2 separate regions of the Mus musculus genome follow, and region 2 is linked to region 1. The links are chromatin contacts, called in public HiChIP or PLAC-seq maps. All regions are on one chromosome and are shown on one strand. Each heading gives the region's core, a stretch centred on a gene start, on an enhancer-like site or on the middle of the called end of the contact. The rest is flanking DNA. Distances are from core to core; before and after follow the strand shown.

Region 1 (5,757 bases), core at 831-3,330:
TTCCTTAGGCTGTAGGGTAGGGGAGCTGCTCAGCTGTGACCACACTTTAGTGAAAACACTTGGGAGAGGGGCTGGGGTTGATTTGGTAGGGTAGCCATGGTGTGAGCAAGTCTATTTAAGAGTTTGTCTTGTCTTCCTCAAGGGAGATGATGTGAGCCTGGGTACCAGTGGCAGAGGGGAGATGCAGATCAGAAAAATGTGTAAGAGAGGACCAGTAAGGTTTAGTGATTTTGTTTCCATATTTCTTTGTACTCTAGCTCAGTATTGTTCTAGTTCACACTTCATCCCCTTTCCAAACTGTTTTTCTTCCTCTTTCTCTTTAGTTATCCTATTCCATTGTTTGTGTGTCCCTAAGATGATGTCTCTAACAACCTTTTCTGCCAGAATTGCTCCTGTATGCTCAGCCTGAAGGATCCTAATCTTGTGTTCTACAGCAAAAGACACCAGGAGCAACTGGCGGCACCTGTTGAGAACTTCACACTTGTAGCTTTGGGATTTTGTATTGTGATGGCTTTTCCATCACATCAGAAGGTTTTCACACCTAAGCAGGTAGTGGGGTGACACAGACATGTTAATGTGTTTGACTCAGGCTTGACTAGCTCCTGTCTTCTGCAGTGTTTCTTCTCAAGAAGATGCTTTATCAGGCTGGAGAGATGGCTCAGCGGTTAAGAGCACTGACTGCTCTTCTGAAGGTCCTGAGTTCAAATCCCAGCAACCACATGGTGGCTCACAACCATCTCATAGTGAGATCTGATGCCCTCCTCTGGTGTGTCTGAAGACAGCTAGGGTGTACTTACATGTACTAATAAATAAATCTTAAAAAAAAAAAAGAGAGAGGCTTTATCAACTCCATGTAGGCTTCATGGGCTACAAAATTTCTGGGTACTGCCCTTCCTCCTACCTTATTATCCAAGCATCTCTCCATATGGATGATTTAAAAAGAATGGCATTGAGTCTGGTATTCCTTTTTACTTTTCCCAGGAAAATAAGTGTAAGTCCACAACTGAATCAGGTGTCTGTGTTGCTCAGAGTGCTCACCCAGGCCTTGTGAGTTAGTGTGGGGAGTTAGGAGAGGTTATGGTGCAGAAATAGGGAATGCATCTCTAGGGAAGGAGCTTGCTCTTACGTTGTAAATGAAAAAGAAAAGCCAAGGTTCCTTTTTTTCCTACCTCTAGGAAAATTTAAAATTGCACCAGACCATACACCAAGCAGGTTTTCAAATATGACTATAGAATCAACTCTGGACTTACAGCTTAGGGAACTTTCTCAGACCTACAACCTATTTTTTTTTCACTCTCTTTACGTTTTTGGTTAATATTTTCAATTAGCAGCCAAATCCATTATGATATTTTCATACACATGTATTAACGTACTTTGCTCATATGTCTCCCTCCCCCATCACCCACCCCCCCTTTGCTGTTTCTTATTGGCCACTTTAGTCCCTTCATAGTCTCTCTTCTGCTTTCAGAGTTCACTAGCCAAGAAACCCTGTGCTACACCCACCCCCACATGCCCTATTTGTAAGAGAAAAAGTGACTGGTCTAAAAAGTATAGACTGCTTCATAAGTTTGTGTATCATCTTTGTGTCTCTATTGTTCTGAGTTTAGTATATGTGAAAACAGAAGTGAGGAGTACAAACCCTTCAAGCTGAAATAAAATCACGTTACATGTTTTATATCTTGCTCTTTGGAGAATATAATGCAAACCTTGATTTTTCATATATTTCTATCTGTGGAGGGAAACATCAGGCTAGGGCTGACAAGTCCAGTGCTCCATACACCATGGAAGGTGTTGGAGGATTCTCTTCTCCGTGTTCCATATTCAGAGAGCAAGGAAAGATAGCAGTGCTCTGCCTCGCTGTCCATGAGATGAGAACACAGAGAGAGCTGTGAGGACAATGCAGTGAAGCCTGGCACTGCCTGGCCCCTTCTCCTGGCGAGCAAGTGGACTGCAAGCTGCTATTATTATTTGATGTTGGTGTGAGCTTGAAAGAGCCCAAGCGGCTGCTGAGGGATCAGGCAGACCTTGTCAGGGGAAGCCATGTATAAATAGCTGAAAGCTGTTTGCTGAGCAGTGAGTCATCAGGATCCTCAGGTTCCTTGGACCAGCTAGCCCTGAAGTGAAAGCAAATCCCACTGTGGTGTGTGTGTATGGGGGGTGGGGGTGGGGGTGGGGCTGCTGACACGATGCTTGAGAACAACTATGAAGGACAATGCGACCTGGTTCTGAGGATGCTGTCACTAACCCAGAATGTTCTGGGCTCTGTCTGAAGATACAAAATTCCAGTTCAAATGATCAGTATCATGGATGGAGTTGTCACAGGCCTTCTGGGCTCCTGTACTGGTCCAGCAGGTTCTGTCTGTCCATTCCCAGATTCTAAGAACCTGATCCTCTGAACCAAGACGGTCGAGTTAGTAGCAGGGCTTAAAACTCTTTGGTGCCTGCTCCCTCATAGAATCTTCTAGGAGTTATTTGTAACACTTAATGGACAAAAGATCAGGATCCAAAATATGTGAAGGTAATTCCTACAGATGGATAAGAAAAAGACAAGTCAGTGGAAAAAAATCAGTAGAAAAGGAAGCATAGGAAAAATGTGGAAAAGGACATAAAAGAGCATTTCATAAAAAGATAAGCAGCCAGTAAACTTAGAAAAATACTTAATAGCAAACAAAGAACTAGAAATTGAGAAACCACTAGCGGCTATCAGTTTATATTCATTTAATTGGCAGAAGTAAACACCGCACAGTGTGGCTGAGGCTATGGTGTAGAGAGAATTTTCACACGATGCTGTAAGCAAAAGAAACTGGTCCAAGTTCATCAGAGACCAATTTATCATCCTTTGGCAAAGCTGAACGGTTCTGAAGTTCAGTAATGATGCTAGAAGGAATAGAAGGAAGTGTGTACAACATCGTTATTTACAAATAGTAAAAATTCAGGCATCAGCAGCAGATTAGGCAATATAAATTTCAGCCTTCTCCTAAAACAAAATACATGCAGTGAATCTGGAGAATGCAGTGCCACATGTCAATGTTGATGGATTTTGATGAATAAAGTTAGGAAAGAATGCATTTAGTGTGATCTTAGTCATACAAGATGGAACCACAAGCTAAAACCAACAATATCCTGCTCAAAGATATGGGGTAGTACGGAGCAGAAAATAAGAAATTAAATAACTTGAAAATTAGGATAAAAGCTTCCTATGGTGATTAATTGTCAACTTGACAGAGTCTGGACAGGGAGGATTAACCGAGTGGACCCTTCCCCAGAGTGACAGAACCTTCCAGTATGTTCCAGATATAAGGAGCTCTGAGGAAAAAATAATGCTTCCCATTTGTCTGAATATGCTTCTTGCCTATAACTGTCTGTTGCCATCAGCACCATCAGACTTCAACTTCCTCTGCCTTTCAATGTGGACTGAAGGCTGGAGACTCTCTGGAAATCTTCTCAGCCTTCAGTGCAAACTGGGACTGCAGAGGCATCCAGCTTCATGGACCGAGAAGCTGATGAGTATTTAATCTCTCTAATATGTAGATGACTCTTGTTGGACTACCAAGCCTCTATTGTATAAGCCATTCTAGTAAATTCTCTCTTATCATGTATATGATAATATATATACTTATACATACACACATATATGAAAACATACATGCATTACCAGTTCTATTCCTATAGAGAGCCCTGCTTGATAATGCTGTCTGTGGTGGATGGAAAGTTGAGGGAGACGTAGCGATGGATAAGTAGGAGTCCCTTCACTGATGATGAGCAGTTGGCTAAGCTAGGTAGCGGTCACAGATGTTTGTTTCATTATGATTTAAGCCGTATGTTAGACTATGTGGTATTTAAACTATATGTGTATGTGTGTATGTATATGTATATTTGTATACACACATCTACAACTTTTCAAATGGAGCAGAAAGGAGAAGAAGAAACGATAGGCTGGGTGGTGGTGGCGCATGCCTTTAATGCCAGCAGGTAGGTGGATTTCTGAGTTCGAGGCCAGCCTGGTCTACAAAGTGAGTTCCAGGACAGCCAGGGCTACACAGAGAAACCCTGTCTCGATAAAACAAAAAACAAAAAAAAGAAAGAAAGAAAGAAAGAAAGAAAGAAAGAAAGAAAGAAAGAAAGAAAGAAAGAGAGAAAGAAAGAAACAACAGGCAGTGTCTTGAGTCCCCATCTGAGGACTTCAGCATTGTGAATGGCATCTGTAGGGAGCAACGAGGTGAAGTCTGCTCTGACTGCAGTGTATCCAGGCTCACACTGGGGCTCTCTCTATGTCTCCATCTTGATAATGCATGATTCTCCTAGCTGTGTACTCAGGGATTGCTTCCTGGGGCAGGCAATGCTGGAGTTGTTTTCTGAAGTGTGGAAGACAGCATGCCCAAGAGCACAGAGGCTTGCAGTATGATACATTACAGTTTACTAAATATGTATTGAGGTCTTATTGAAAAAGAATCTGGGGCTGAAGAGATGGCTCAGTGGTTAAGAACACTGGCTGCATTTACACAATGGAGTACTACTCAGCTATTAAAAAGAATGAATTTATGAAATTCCTAGGCAAATGGATGGACCTGGAGGGCATCATCCTGAGTGAGGTAACCCAATCACAAAGGAACTCAAATGATATGTACTCACTGATAAGTGGATATTAGACCAGAAACTTAGGATACCCAAGATATAAGATACAATTTGCTAAACACATGAAACTCAAGAAGTACGAAGACCAAAGTGTGGACACTTTGCCCCTTCTTAGAATTGGGAACAAAACACCCATGGAAGGAGTTACAGAGACAAAGTTTGGAGCTGTGACGAAAGGATAGACCATCTAGAGACTGCCATATCTGGGGATCCATCCCATAATCAGCTTCCAAACACTGACACCATTGCACACACTAGCAAGATTTTGCTGAAAGGACCCTGATATAGCTGTCTCTTGTGAGATTATGCCAGGGCCTAGCAAACACAGAAGTGGATGCTCACAGTCAGCTATTGGATGGATCACAGGGCCCCCAATGGAGGAGCTAGAGAAAGTACCCAAGGAGCTAAAGGGATCTGCAACCCTATAGGTGGAACAACATTATGAACTAACCAGTACCCTGGAGCTCTTGAATCTAGCTGCATATGCATCAAAAGATGGCCTAGTCGGCCATCACTGGAAAGAGAGGCCCATTGGACTTGCAAACTTTATATGCCCCAGTACAGGGGAATGCCAGGGCCAAAAAGTGGGAGTGGGTGGGTAGGGGAGTGGAGGAGGGTATGGGGGACTTTTGGGATAGCATTGGAAATGTAAATGAGGAAAATACCTAATAAAATATTAAAAAAAAAAAAAAAAAAAGAACACTGGCTGCTCTTCCAGAGGTCCTGAGTTCAAATCCCAGTAACGACATGGTGGCTCACAACCATCCATAGTAAGATCTGATGCCCTCTTCAGAGGTGTCTGAAGACAGCTACAGTGTACTTACATATAATAAGGAAATAAATCCTCTTAAAAAGAAAAAGAAAAAGAATCTGTAAGAGAAAAAAAATAAAGGATGGGCACATATAAAGCTGAATTCTAAAACAGTCTCAGTTTGCATAAATGGAAAAAAGTGATGTTGGGATGACTTATTTAGTCTGAAGAGTCAGGACAATATTAGAGTCAGTGTGTCTAAGCTGGGAAGAGAGGAAGAACCATCCATTGAACTCTAGTGTGGCCTCCAGCTGGGCCCTTACTTATCTAGGCTGGGGGAGGGGCAGTGTTAGAAGGATGCTGGGCAAAGA
Region 2 (5,136 bases), core at 1,707-4,206, 230 kb before region 1:
AATATCTGATATGTATCTGATATGTGATTCCCCAAAGGAGTTACGACCCACAGGTTGAAAGCCACTGCTTTAGACTAAACCTACAGTTGGTCAGTTTTATTTTTATTGCTGAGTTCATTGGTGAGTTCACTAAATTCTGAGATGATAGAAGTTGATTAATTTTATCGTGAAGCTCATTCTTTCCCATTGTCAGTTTATCTAGTGATGCTAAGGTCAACTGACCAGTGTCATCCTTTTCCTTATTTTTCCACAAATTGTCCAAAGTTTTATATACAGAGTCACCAAATCCATTGCCTCTCACATTTGGTGAATCAGGATAATCAAATGTATTTGTCTCCTTAATTTGTAAAATAGTACACATAATGGGCTTTCATCATTCAGGACTCTCTGAGCTTACATGAAAGGCTTCAGTAACTAGTATTGACAAAGTGAGATGCCTATTTTAGAAAGATACTTAGTTTCATCCTTATATTTTTGTTGCTCTAGAACCACTTCTAGTACCAAAATCTGTCAGAGTTCTCTAGAACTCGATGGATGGATGGATGGATGGATGGATGGATGGATGGATGGATGGTTCCATCCATCCAGGAGATTTATTAGAATGTTTTACAGGCTGTGGTCCAGCTATTCCAACAATGGCTATTTACAAATGGAAGGTACAAGAATCTAGAAGTTGTTAAGTCATTGAAGCCTGATGTTTTAGCTGGTCATTAGTGTATGCCTGAATCCCGAAGAAGTATGCTCTAATGCCAGTGAAGGACTCAAGATCCAGGGCAAGCAGGCAGAGAACAAGTTCCCTTCTTCCATGTCCTTTATATAGGCTTCCAGCAGAAGATGTTTATTTAGATTAAAGGTAGATCTTCCTTCTCAAAAGATTTGGGTAAAGATGTATCTGTCTTCACACCCTGAAGGTCAGGGTGAGAAGTGGGTCTTCTCACTTGAAATGATTTAATAAAGAAAAAAATCTCTCACAGGCATACCTAGCCCTTTGGGTTTTAGTTAATTCTACATGTAGTGAAGTTTACAACTAAGATTAGATTAGGCATCACACTAGTCCTCCTGAAAAGCTACATATAATCTCATTACTCAGGAAGCCAAGGCAGTAGGATTGTTGTAAGATTGAAGCCAGTCTGGTCTCAATAGAAAATTCCCTGCCAGCCAGGGCTACACAGAGAGACTCTACCTCAAAGCAAAATAACAACAAAAATACTCCCCTCCCTCAGCATGCATACACAGACACAGACACAGACACAGACACAGACACAGACACACACACACACACACACACACACACACACACACACACACACACACAGAAATGCTTGTACATTTCTGCTAGGAAGAAGTGTGAAAGTGATATTAGATGAAAGTGAAATCCAAGATAATAGCCTTTTGTTACAAGGGAGACTCCAGTATGTAATGGTTTTTTGACATAAATGTGTAATATCAAAAATGGAAGCAGTTTACAATCTGGAATAGATTTATTCCTAGTTTATTCCCTAGGTTTCATTAAATACTTGCGTGAAGATGTTAGGCCCATTCTTGTTTTTATTTCTGACCCTCTTGTGAGAGACACTTTTTCTCAAGAGTGTCCCCTTCAGTCTTCTTCCTCTGCCCTTCAAACTGGTTATGAAACCATGTTTGCTGTTGAGCTTCCTCAATACATGCTGCTTAACTCATTCCTTTTTTTTTCCTTCTTGCTTCACCAAAAAGCGGTCTTGAATTTAAGTATGTATATTGCCCTTACCATAAGGCCTAGCTAATTAAAAACTTGGATTTTGTTCCCTTTCTTTCCTTAAGTCCTGAGGAAAAAGTAAGGTAGTCTCGGAAGTAGTCTTCAGCTTCCCTTTGAGGTTGATGACAGCTGATGTCTCCTCCTCACTCTCCCCTGGGCTGATGCTTCCCTGAGTTGACAGTAGCTGATGCCTTTCACTCACAGTCTCTTCCCGGGCTATGGCTTTCTGTTTCTTCTTTGTTCTCATATGGAGAAATAGGAAATAGGAGTATGTTTGAAAATAATGACAGTTCATGGTGTCTCAGTGTGAACTAACTGAATGAGCCAGTGAGTATTCAAGAATGTATGATCACACCACCCAGGAGCTGGTGTGATATAACTCCCGTGGACTTTTTTGAAGCTGGGTTTAACTGCCTTCATGCTAAGGATCATTCAGAGGTGGGGTGGCTGTTACTATTGTCCTTTGGGATGTCCTGCCTAAAATGGGGAATATTTACCTCATAAGGTAGTAGAGAATTTTAAAGTCAACTTTGGTAAAGTCTCTAACATGGTGCTTGGCACATAGTAGGGTGTGTTAATTTTTCTCCCTTCCCTGCAGGCCACTCACCTGCTCTCCCTGTACGATTTTCCATAGCACAGTTTTTACTTGGAACCAGTCTTCTGCCAAGAGTCTCAGTTTGGTTGTGTACTCCTACAACTACTACTTTTGACTTGGCTTCCTCTCCAGCCACACAGTCGCCTGTTGTACCAGCTGGGTGGTGTGAGTCCCCAGCCTCAGAGGAAGCTTGTTACTTTCCAGTCAGCTGTGTTTCTCTGACAGTGTGCCGTCCTTGGTAACTTGGTTTTCTTTACCACTGTTAAATTATCTGTGATCCTGAAATTGGAATTAGAATTAGAAATTTAAGTTGCTAAAGTAGGCCACCTAGAGGTATAACTGAGCGGGCAAAAATGCTCTGGTGAGGTCAACAACAGCTTTTGCACTGTTTTGAGCAATATGAGTATTTAAAGAGTTGAGAGCGAAACACGTTCAAAGGAAGTAAAGTTGCTAAGTAACTGGGAGTTTTGTATAATTTTCTGTAAGTCAACACATAGCATTCCCAACTTGTTTTACCTGCATTGGCTGTGGCATTTCAGTATCATTTCACAAGTGAGGACGGTATGGTTGTAGCATGGCTAGAGACTGTGTGGGGTAGGATCCAGAGGTGCTGCAGAGAGCTCAGCTTCATTCTCCACATAGGTGTCCTCAGCTCGGAAGGAACTGAACTTTCTGCCACAAACATAGTCTGTTGACACCATAAACATATGTTTTAAGACACTGCTGAATATTGTTTTGAGGTAGAAAGGTAAAAATCCTACCTTTCACCTCAGATGCTCTTCCCCTTACAGAGCTTGCGTTTCATCCCTTGTTGACTTGTGGATGACTCAGAACTTTGAAGTGGTGGATATCAGAAATGGGGTGGAGATATTAGACTGGGGGTGTCATTTGTGCTATAGCCCGTGACTTCCTGTTTTCTGTGCTTCTGTGAGTTTCCAGCTTTCATTTAGTATATATTGATTCTGCAAATCAGTCATCCCCTTAGCTAGTGGTTGAAAAGAATATTTTCTGTCTGACTTACACATGACCTTGGATTCATATACTAACACAGGTAAGTCAGGGCTGGAGAACCAGTCTGTCCCTCTAAGCTATAAAGACAGCTTCTATGTAGAATTAATTTATTCCCACCAAATATAAAACAAAAGTTAATAACTTTTTTAAGAAATGAAAATTGTTTTATATTTAAGATTATTGGATAATATGTGATGCTTTATTGAGTAATTAAAATCATTTCATACTTAAATTTACCTAGTCAGGTTGAAGGAAAGGAAAATGTGCTAGGGATAGAGTAAGAGGAGAGTTGTTGGTGATAACCCTGTGACCTTACTGGGTGTGGTCACATTCCACATAGCAGATACTATAAGGCTCTATAGTGACTCTTCCCTGTGAGCTTCTGAGAGCAAGAACTAAAGCACAGTAAACTGAGGAAGTTCTTGGATGTTACAATTAGACTTAGTTTTTAGTCCTGCCTTCTAAGTTAACTATCTTCCTAGGAAGATTTAATTTCTGGCCTCCAGTCCCATTTGTGGATTGTGATGTTAAAGTTATGTCATAAGGTGATAACAAGAACTACTTATGATTATGAATATAAGCAGTTACTTAGCATGGTGATTGAAACACAGCATGTAATCAATAAATGTTGGTTCCTGTAGTTATTGGACTAGCAAATGGAGGGATGAGGATCTGTGAGTGAAGCCAGTTAGTAGGAAAGAGAACATTAATAAGCCATTCACACCTTATTTACTTGACTTTGAGCTTTTGGTATTGTTATTTTTCCTTTGCCTTGTTGGAAAACACCTAAGTAGACATCACTATCTTTGTTCTTTGGAACAACTTTGTCTGTCACTTTCACTTCTGTTAGGAAGGAGTCATCTTTGTGTGCAGTGTGCACTGTGATGGTCAGAGTACCCGAGCAGCTATGTAGAACTGAAGGCTTATAGTATCTGCTATGTGGAATGTGACCACACATGAGGGACACATGAGTACACATGTAGGCTTATGTGGCCTGTGTGCGAGTAATCTCACCTCATCCAGTCCCAGTCTTGCTGACTTGGAAACACCCTACATAAATCTCAGACACTGACTCTGTATATCGTGTGTACATATGTGACTGCCATGAGTTCAATTTATTTTGTTCTATTTTTATTAAAGATCATCAGTACATATCTGAGGTATTTTTGAGACAGCCATGGAGGCTTGACATTTGAGAATAGAACTCTTAAGAAAAGCTGGATTCCTCATCAGGATAGAAAGCAATGTGGTTATCAGGGCACGAATTTTTACCACATTAGAATCAAAGTTGCAAAAATGTTAACAATTTTTAACCAACATTTTTTTGTTTAAGTCACTGTGGTAAGAAGGCATTATGTCACAGTGTAATTAGCAGTTTTTTCCTCTGTGATACAGGAAGAATAGTGTGCCCTGAAGTCTGATAGAGTGCCTCAGTTGTGAGACAGAATTCCTGTGAGATTACAGTTGGGTAGTCTGTCTTGCCTTGGGCTAACAGTTTCAGGAAGGAGAGATTACAGGAGTGACCAAGGCTACAGCAATTTCCTCACTCAAGCCTCATAGCCCACAGCTACCTTTGCCCCCTGGCAGAGCCTGCAGTTTCTTCCTCTAGAGAGAAGCTGTTCCTCGATATATGCATTAATTAACACAGTTCTGTCTGTTGGTGGAGGTCAAATTCTGTCTCTTTTTGAGGCCCCAGAAATTTAGCATTAAATCATTATTATGATAAATAATACAAAATGAATTTTAAGGGAAAGAAGGTGTGTTATAGAGATGAAGTATCATGGCACTGGGTCAG

Evidence for each region. HiChIP or PLAC-seq counts read pairs in DNA pulled down with a chosen protein or histone mark.
Region 2: a FOXA1 HiChIP or PLAC-seq map of pancreatic cancer cells shows a contact between it and region 1. The contact joins two enhancer-like sites. A contact is called at or near these places in 2 of 15 datasets of contacts at CTCF or cohesin (both in the NIH/3T3 cell line), 5 of 115 datasets of contacts at active chromatin or transcription factors (embryonic basal ganglia, embryonic stem cells, extraembryonic endoderm stem cells and 2 more) and 3 of 9 other capture datasets (adipose tissue, liver and pancreatic islet).

What each region holds. Positions count from the first base shown.
Region 1 is chr6:47,329,439-47,335,195 of GRCm38.p6, reverse strand. No RefSeq gene overlaps it. Among named protein-coding and RNA genes, the nearest start is that of Gm35280, 75 kb to the right of the region's middle. Within about 2 kb of position 2,080, at least 41 of the 459 cell types and tissues checked have an H3K27ac peak or open chromatin away from gene starts, as enhancers often do. A contact at or near this core is called in pancreatic cancer cells and trophoblast stem cells, where this site is marked.
Region 2 is chr6:47,559,136-47,564,271 of GRCm38.p6, reverse strand. All of the region lies in intron 3 of Ezh2 (enhancer of zeste 2 polycomb repressive complex 2 subunit), which reads left to right. Among named protein-coding and RNA genes, the nearest start is that of Ezh2, 33 kb to the left of the region's middle. Within about 2 kb of position 2,956, at least 55 of the 459 cell types and tissues checked have an H3K27ac peak or open chromatin away from gene starts, as enhancers often do. A contact at or near this core is called in pancreatic cancer cells and trophoblast stem cells, where this site is marked.